Linked DNA regions of Zea mays: all the other regions are linked to region 1. Evidence: chromatin contacts called from public Hi-C data. All regions are on one chromosome and are shown on one strand. Each heading gives the region's core, a stretch centred on a gene start, on an enhancer-like site or on the middle of the called end of the contact. The rest is flanking DNA. Distances are from core to core; before and after follow the strand shown. Region 1 overlaps LOC103641435 (a long non-coding RNA gene). Region 2 holds the start of LOC100283047. Region 3 holds the start of LOC100383473 (putative protein of unknown function (DUF594) domain family protein).

What was found. Hi-C and Micro-C count contacts between places; a contact is called where the count stands out from the background.
Region 2: a contact with region 1 is called in a Hi-C map of ear, with 2.2 times the contacts expected there. The contact joins the promoter of LOC100283047 here to the enhancer-like site in region 1. A contact is called at or near these places in 2 of 25 Hi-C or Micro-C datasets (ear and endosperm).
Region 3: a Hi-C map of tassel shows a contact between it and region 1, with 2.1 times the contacts expected there. The contact joins the promoter of LOC100383473 here to the enhancer-like site in region 1. A contact is called at or near these places in 5 of 25 Hi-C or Micro-C datasets (bundle sheath, endosperm, leaf and 2 more).

The regions. Positions count from the first base shown.
Region 1 is chr10:97,187,682-97,190,760 of Zm-B73-REFERENCE-NAM-5.0, reverse strand. LOC103641435 (a long non-coding RNA gene) reads right to left here. Exons shown (of 2, transcript XR_560310.2): 2 at 1-132. Among protein-coding and RNA genes, the nearest start is that of LOC103641435, 4.9 kb to the right of the region's middle. Within about 2 kb of position 1,435, at least 16 of the 20 cell types and tissues checked have an H3K27ac peak or open chromatin away from gene starts, as enhancers often do. A contact at or near this core is called in bundle sheath, ear, endosperm and 3 more, where this site is marked.
Region 2 is chr10:96,731,460-96,734,538 of Zm-B73-REFERENCE-NAM-5.0, reverse strand. LOC100283047 reads left to right here and starts at 1,641. Exons shown (of 9, transcript NM_001371894.1): 1 at 1,641-1,814; 2 at 1,905-1,952; 3 at 2,075-2,123; 4 at 2,352-2,469; 5 at 2,556-2,712. The coding sequence starts at 1,713.
Region 3 is chr10:97,545,867-97,548,945 of Zm-B73-REFERENCE-NAM-5.0, reverse strand. It overlaps LOC100383473 (putative protein of unknown function (DUF594) domain family protein), which reads right to left and starts at 1,632. Exons shown (of 4, transcript NM_001176121.1): 1 at 1,403-1,632; 2 at 736-891; 3 at 1-462. The coding sequence starts at 460.

The DNA.
Region 1 (3,079 bases), core at 186-2,685:
CATCCATAAATTCTGAGCTAACAACCGCTTGACTGCCGGTGGTGGTGTTGGTGTTGGTTATGAATCACTACTCCATCACTGATTGGCATGGCATGGCATGAAACGAACCATACCGGCGGCGGCATGTGCGACCTGCAAAAGTCAACCTCCTATTTTGCTTAAACAGCCAATATATTACTAATATGCAATTCTAGACCATACAAAAATTTACTAACTTTTATTCTACCAGATAAGAAACATTAGATTTATAATAATGAGATATTTTTTATATTATACATGTTTAGAGTCAAATGTTACTGATATTTTTTTAATGAATTTGATTAAACTTGAGATGCTTTCACTGTATATCAATGTAGAGAGGGTCATGTAAGATCAAATCTAGAACTAAATTATGTGGAATGGAGGCGGTGCTAGCAGCAGCAGCAGCAGTAGTAGGATGTCAGAATACACAAGACATTTTTCTGGATCGGGCCATGCAACCATCAATCAGACCTTAGGTGTAGATGAGCAATTGGTAGTTCTTGAAATTTGAAATTGAGATTTGGTTTTGGCAAATTTGTATCGCGCGCCTTGTTTCCATTATTCATGTGAGTTTGGTACATGATGCTTGCTATCATGAAAATCTCAAAATATTCATGTGGAGACCATAGGACATGACAAGCAACAAAGGTGCCGTTTGGTTCACATATTTGTAACGTAATGGGTAACGGATAACGTTAAATCATGTTTGTTTTAGTCCAATCGTAATCAGATACCACACTAAAATTTGATACAGCCTATTCAAATTTGTTACCGTCAGTAATCGAGCCGAAACCATTACCATTACCATTTACGTTACATTTTTTGAACCAAACAGCACCAAAGTGTCTGTGATGGCAAAGAAGGAACCAACAATTCTCAAAACATGTATTTGCGCCAGCAGTGATGTCAGACAAAAGTTGGTCCATCTGGCTAGAAAATGCACGCACTGGTTGCCGCCGATTGGCAGAATACGTCATCTCCATTTATACCAGTGATCCTCCACGTGGCATGCAATCTCTCAAGAGATCATTGCACCACGTCACTGATTACATGCATGAGGCCTCCAACTAAAAAATTATTCTCTCGGCGTACATGAGTTAATCGTTTTGGCTTTGTTCTAAATCAAACTATTTAATTTTAACTTAATATATATCTATATAATTAAATTATTTTAAGCTAAAAGAGTTATATATTATAATAGTTTAAGTCACGATAAATTTAATATTTTTATTTTTATATTATAAAATTTTATAAAACATCAGGTATCACGGTCAAAGTTGATAGCGATTTACTTAGGACGACTACGGAGGGAGTATAATTAATCTATACTAATATGCGTATCTAGCTTTACACGGTTACACCAGCCATCACCTGTCCAGCCCACACTGGAAACCTTTGACTTTATACTGCAAAGCAAACCAGCCAGCACCCCATACCGTTGGACATGTGGAAGGTAGGTCAGACACCTGTCACGGTGCCCTCTTCGAATCCGGGACAAACACACGCTAGCATTTGGTGGCTCTATAGTATTTTTAAACTATGGAATGATTAGCTAACTATATAAAAGACAATGTCTTGCTTTGTTCTTCCAGAAGTCTAAACGGTTTTATTGTTGTCCATTGCTACATAAAAACTGCAATAGAATTCATAAAGTTCGGTTTCACTGTTCCCCTGTACATTCTCGTAGCAACGACTGATTAATCGTTGGCCGGCTGAAAAATATCTGTTGGATTGCAGATGATTTTCCGATACTGCAACAGTAGTAGAGGACGTACGCGTTTCCTTTTGTTGGTGTTGTTACCATCACATACAGTTCAGTCCTCTCTTTTTACCTTTAATCATGGCCAAGTTGACCGCAGGGGTTTCGAGATTTGCATACTAACGCAGACGCACAGTGATCTCCAAGAGCGCGACACGTTAGACCGCATCCAACAGTCTTGCGTAAAGCTATCTCCAGTAGATTCCTTATCTCATCCCCTATTTCAAACTCCATTCTGTAAACATTGTCAACTATAGTCTCGCGTCCCCGAGACAGTCTAATAATGGGACCTCACCATTTTACTCGCTCGTTGGCACTATCAGGGCCTCAGGGGTAGACCCAAAGAGGGCTATGACTCCCTCAATTTTTATAACCTCTTATACCTAATGTTCACTTACCATTAAGTTTTTGGATTGACACAGTTCTCTCGACTCCCGTTCTCCTCAGACCAGTCCTCGGATATATCCGTTCGAGCACATTTTTTCTGACACTGCCTGAGCTAGTCTTCCTTGCTCCCAATGTTGCCCGTCGTCTCCCATCCCCCACGTGTGACACTCCCTGCCCCCACCCATTCCTAGTGCCCTCGCCCTAGTCGTCGTTGCGATGTCGACCTGATCTTTCTCGTCACGACATTGTGACCTGTCCCTGGTGGCCAATGAGCTTAGCAAACCAGTGAGACCTAGCTCTTGACCGGAGATGTCGCCTAACCCTGCACCTTTCCTAGTGCCCCGCCCTTCGAGAAGATCGTCATTCGACAACTATGCACCTTTCTTAGTACCCCCGCCCTTCTAGAAGATCGCCATTCGACAAGGTAAGCACGACTTCAATTCGGTCAGTAAGAACTGAACGACATGTTTGCTTCTTTTGTTCATATAGCTTCCTTCTTTAAACTTCTATCGTGTATTGATATGAAACTTGAACTCTATGCAACACTAGTTTTTATGGTCTTGCTTGATTTCGTCATGTGGTCTTCTTGCCCCCCATGAATTCTCATCCTGCGTCTGTCACTGTGTACTATTTAGGGATGGCAACGGGTTTAAAACCCGCGGGTACAGAGATTACAAACCCGTACCCGCGAGATTAATGTTAAACCCGTACCCGCACCCGCGACAGGGTAGCGTATGTTACCCAAACCCGCTACCCGCGGGTTTATGGCACCCGCGGGCACAGTCATATAATAAATATTTATTACTGATAGCATATAATAATAAATATTTATTAAACTGATAAAAACATGTACCGATCTTAGCCAAAAGCTCTACGAGTTCCCTGACGCCTGTAGTCTTCTTTTATATCATT
Region 2 (3,079 bases), core at 392-2,891, 460 kb after region 1:
CCAAGCAACATACCAACACATGTTATAGACATTTTCAGGTGCTCATACACCCAAGTGCTTAATAGAATCGCTTGGTGATTAGCGTAGGTGCTTTGCGAAATGATTAGGTTAGTTAGACCGCTTATGCGCTTGCTCTAGGTGGTTCCTAGTTAGTTGAGTGAGTTTAGAAAAACCAACAAAACCCCCTAGCTCTTGTGCGAGCCGTTGTAATTGTACCGAGTGGGACGACAGTCTTGCGAGACCGTGATAAACGAGGCTCGCTATGTTTCAGCCGGAAGCTCGATAGTGGAGGTGGTGGGGAGCATCCGAGAGGAGCCGGAAGCGGAGCACCACTTGCGCGAGGAGAAGACCCGTGGCTCTCTACGAAGTTATTCGATCGTGGTGCTTGGTCCTCGCGTGGACTACCCTTTGCGTAGGGCACCAATAAGGATTAGTCGGAACCTTACGTGGTTCCGGATACCTCGGTAAAAATATCGACGTCATCCACGAGAACTTGCTTTCTCTACCTTTGCTCTTTACCTTTCACATTTATATTAAGCACTTAAATTTCAGTCTCTCCTATTTTAGTTAGAATATTTAGGATTGAAACTTAGATAGCAAAAACTCTTTTTACGGTAGAGATTATATCACTTAGACAAAATCTAGTTTAAATATTCTAGATTGCTTATTTGCATATATTTTATTTTAGAGATTTATTTGTGGCCTTGTTTAAAACAAAGTTTTTAGAAGTCATAATTTATTACCTTTTAGACGTCACTTTTCCTGCATGAGCGAGAGGAGATACGTGATCTGAGCCAGAGGAGATACGTGATCTGTTTGGACTTGGATATGGGAAGGGCACGATGGTCAATTCTGGTGGTCTAAACAAAAAATTTGAGAATAAAAAAAATCATGAAATGAATAAAAGGAGAGAAAACATCTAAATTGAAAAATTCGCAGTGATGGATGTCAATTATAAGAAGCACACGAATGTGATGTTAATGTGGTGTTTAGTTTCTTGGATTAATTTTAGTCTCTTCGTTTTATTTTAGTTTATAAATTGGCAAATACAGAAATTGAAATAGAGTTTTAATTTTCGTATTTGAAATTTAGAGAATAAAATAAAATAAAATGGCTAAAAATTAGTTTACGGGGTGTTTGAATCCCTTAATTTTATAGGAATTGAGATTCACTCAATAAAGTAACTTATTTATTTTTGAATTTGACATTACACCACTTTCTAAAGTTCAGATATAAAACTATCTCAAATTTATAGGATGGAGGATGGAAAATAATTTTATATATTAGTAAAATTTGTTTATACTATGTAATTTATATGACACTATTTGTCTCACTCATCTATAGTAAAAATAATAATAGTAATATACAAATACATTCTGTATAAAATCGAATTAGCTTAATTGATATATACTAAAATTATTATTATTAAAATGAAATTCAATTCCAATAATTAAAATGGGGCGCTATAGAAATCAAACACGCTCTAAATTATACGAGGCATGCGAATTTGACGTCAAATATTGAAATTTCTCCGTGGGGCCAGCCGTGGGAGGCCGAGCACAATCGTGGGCCTGGAATACCACGGAGCTGCTGCATGTCAACTGGGAAAGAAGAGAACAAAAATAAAGCAAGAGGCGAGAGGAGAGAGCAACGACGCCATCGGAGGGAGGAAAGAGAAGAAGACGATCCGCTAGCGTGTGCGTGGCGACGAGATGTGGCGGAGGCGAGTGGGCGCCCTCCTCCGATCTCCACGAACTTCTTCCTCGGCCTCCTCGGCCTGCCAGAGCCGCCGCCACCATCTTCTCCCCAGCGAGGTAATGAGGTATCATCCCGCCCCTCGGCATTCCGTCGAACGTCTCGTGCGCATCTCACCTCCCTTATGCTTTTCGGATCTGTGCTGCCAGGAACCTCTTGCTCTCAACCGTCTTGCCAGGCTCTTCACGTCCCAGGCTGTAAGTTTGCTTGCCCCCGGGTCCCAAACATATGCATTGCATTGCCGCCTGAGCAGCAGCACTTGCTCCTCGCGTGAGTAACGGATTTACTAGGTGGGATCTCTTCTGTCTCCATGCTCCAGGGAAGTGATGGTGGCGATACCCAGAAGCCCTTTATTGCTTTTGTCTTAGGTATAAACTATAAACCTTCCCCTTTACCTTTTCTATAAGATGGAGCATATACTCCAACGACCACTTTACCTTCACTTTTGCCCCAATCATACAGAGCGAAAAACCCACCACAAATTTACAGAGCAGATTTCTTATGAGTGTCAATCCACGCTAAGTTTGAGTTTACTAATAGGTGATTCAGTGCTTTATAGTCAGTCACATGATTCATCAGTCAATTTGTGCCTGTAGGTGGTCCTGGGAGTGGCAAAGGAACACAGTGCACTAAGATTGCTTCGGATTTTGGATTTGCCCATCTGAGCGCTGGTGATATTCTCCGACATGAAATAGCATCTGGCAGTGAGAAAGGGTAATAGCATCTTAATATATGATCTCCGAATAGATGCCCTCCATGTGCGAAGGATTTCAATGTTTTGCTTCACCTTTGCACTTCAGGGAGTTGATCCTAGAAATCATAAAGGAAGGGAGGATTGTTCCGTCTGAGATAACTGTGGAACTCATCAGAAAAGCGATGGAAATGAACAATGCTAAAAGGGTTCTTATTGATGGCTTCCCAAGGTGTGAGGAAAACAGAATCGCCTTCGAAAGGATTGTAAGTTCTCAATCTGATTTTCGCCACTGCATTGCATTGATAGTTGAGGATTCCCTACTAATTGACCTTGTTGGTAAACAAATACAAGTTTTATGTGGTTCTTCACTTCTGACTGATTTTGTTTGACAATACTGCAACGGATGAACCTTTCTTACTAGATCTAATCATTTATAAGCATGTGGTTTTGACATCGGTATCATTTAAGAAGATGCTTTTTTTACTGTTTTGTATCAATTTGTGCTTTTGAAGCCAGTTATTAAGAGCACTAGAATGTCAACTCAACTATGCTTACTGTTTTACTCCATACATAGTAGTAATCTAATTGAACACTCCATCCCTGTTCTGAAATACCAATCTACTATTTTTA
Region 3 (3,079 bases), core at 383-2,882, 360 kb before region 1:
GAAGACCGGCAAAGAACATGGACAAGGAGGCCAGAAAAAGCAATGCCCCTCTGCTGGCGATGTACTCGTATATCACATAAGCAGCTCCTAGGACCTGCACGGCGAGAGTTTGCAGGTGGCGTAGCCAGAGCGCATTGTCCTCGAGTGCATACGCTGTGATGTTGTCTGGGCCACCGAGGTGCAGCAATAGGAACGGCGCCCAGAATGCCACCAGCTGGTGCTCGTCTGACATACTGTCAACAGATAGGTGGCCCAGGGTGTATATCGCTGTGGAATCGGCCAGTAGGTATGCCGACCAGAGGAAGAACGTCAGGGCAGTGGAGTTGCTATGACGGCGGACTCCTCCGAAAACGAGGAGGAATACTTGTAACCCGAAGCTTGCAATGACCAGGATCTGTAGCCCCCATTCATTCCACAGGTTCACTAGCTTTCCAGCCTCAATTACTTCGCTCCTCATCATGTCTACATACAGTAACATGGCAAGGAAACAGCAATATTAGCAACTAGATATGTGTGTCTGTGTCGTGTGCATGGAATGTATGCAAAGGACCGAATGGGCAACAGGATGGACTATATGATCATAAGACATTAATAATGGATGCCGATAGCTTATTGCATGCAAATGAGCTGAGAGGATTAGCTCCAGGGATCATAATCTAACTGGCAATAATATACAGAAGGGCAGGAATGGCAACAAAAAAAGAGAGTAAAGGGGCAAAGAACATAGGTGATTACTTGCGAGGGAGTTAAATTGACCAACTTTCTGACAAGAAGGTTTCCTCCAGCTGCAGCTACGATGAGGGCCATGGCTTCAACCTCCTTTGGTTCGACTTCGATACCTGAAGGCGAGCTTGTCTAGGAAGCAGTTGTTCCATATCGCATCAGTGAGCTCTGTACAGTTGATATGGCGCCATTGTTATACTTGTGCTCATGGAGACATATGCAAAGCAGGGTATAAACGAAGAAGTATTTCTCTTTAAAACGGTTAATTACCATTCCTAAAAAAAGCTAATTACTCCAGAGAAATAAAGCATGATCTGCAATGCTTTGTTATGGATTAGCACATGATGACGAAGGAAAATGAAAAGGGTTGCCGGTTGCATGGAATGGATGTGCCCATTGAACTGCTAAAAAAAGTTAGTACTTGTGCCACCTGAATCGATCCAAGCATGAATAAATCACAGCAGCAAGTCCATTTTTAATTTTGATGCGCCAATTGTACACTGAGTAATTGAGTAAAGCAAGGAAGTTTGTGGTGTGACGGCATGTCAGGTAATGTATAGTACTCATCAATCAGTAATGAACAACCCACAATAGCATTAATTAGCAATCCATTTCAGCATGCGTCCATGAAGGAACCAGAGGAAACGAATCTGCTAATCTAAGTCGGGTGGATGCTCACTCGTTGCTGGGACGTTGGCCAGAGGAGGGATGCCGCTTCGGAAGGCGTCCCGGGTGGGTGATTGCCCTCGCGTCGGACGAGGACGAGAGGGCTCGGTCCGTGGACGGCCTGGGCACCACCTGATCAGCAGCGCCGCCGCCGCTGAACTACCCGATGCGGCACCGGCACCGGCAGCGGACTGAGGGACGATAGAGGGCCTGGGATGGTGGAAGTGGAGGCGGCGACAGAACGAGAAAAGGTGGAGGTGGCAGCTGCACGCGCACAACGGAAACGCCCTTCTTTTTTTTCAACCAATTATTGTTATTGTTGTTGTTATTATATATTTCCTCGATTTTCAATGGTTTGCAAAAACATGAAAGTCTTTTTTTTTGTACTTACTGTACTATTATTCGCCACGTGGTTCTCCCTCTGCCTAGCATTTTATCATCAAACTAGAACCTCCTTCCTGGGCAAGGATGTCAACTTTAACTCTTCGTCCTCTTTTCGACTTCAGATAAATGCAGTTCTCGATGCTTCAAAGTTAATTAAGGATTTCTTTATTATCTACAGAAAATACTTTGTTGAGGATAGAAGCATCACTTCGTGAGATGTGCAAAGAGCGAAGCCTACAAAATCACTTCGATAATAGATATTCGCCTCGACTTAAACTAGCTGTTTAGGCTGCGGCGGCTAGGGCTCTCGAGACTCGTAAAGTAAAAAAAAGCTAAAGTATATGAAGCTCACGATGGTTTGACTTGTAAGCCGAGCTAGATTTTCAAGCTCGTTGGTCTAGTGAACCGAGTCGAGCCGGCTCGTTTCGGCTCGCGAGCTCTCCCAAATTAATCAAACTGTAGAATAATGGTGGACTAGTCATATACCCGTGCATTGCTATGGTATATATATGACATAGGATAAATTCTATTTTAATAAAGCATAAATATTTGTTTTTTATTGATTAGGTGGGTGTGAATGTGAAACCAACAATGTGGGTGTGAATGTGAAACCAACAATCAAGGTTTAAACACTCACTTATACATAATTTCATCTTATTTTTTATATAAACTCTCATATTATAGCTATTATAGTAGTAGAGAAGAAATTAGGTAGACGACGTCGATATAGATGACGAACTCGAAACTAGCGAGGACGTCGGCGACGACGCACTCCACTTGTAAGCGGCAACGCGTGCACACGGCGCGCCACCCTTGGCGGTGCCGGTGGTGTAGCCGAGGAGGCTGGCGGTGGAGAGCGTATGGGGGGTCGTGGCCCTATGTCGCGCGTCTAGTTTGTATCTCTATGTTAGTTTGTATCTCTAAGTCGCGTGTCTAGTTTGTATCCACCAGTCAGATTGCTGAGCAGCATGTTCTATTGAAGAACCTGGCGTTGATAAGGTTGCCATCGCAGGTGACATCGTGTTTGACGGAGTTCTGGCAGAAGCCCTTCCGCGTATGGCACCGCTATCACGTCTTGGTTTTGGAAGATTTTTTACTACTCTTTAAAGATGAGAAATATTAGCAGTTGATGTCTTTGACTTTGCTGCAGCGACACGTATCAATAGAATGGTGGTGCGCATAGTCTCGTGCCAATCAATGGTGGAAGTGGAGGTGGCACCAGCCGCAAGCTCTGTCTCCGTGGAATAGGGCGGTTGCCACGCCGCCCGTACGAATCCAGAGTTGGTAGCTAGCTAGGACAAGTGGC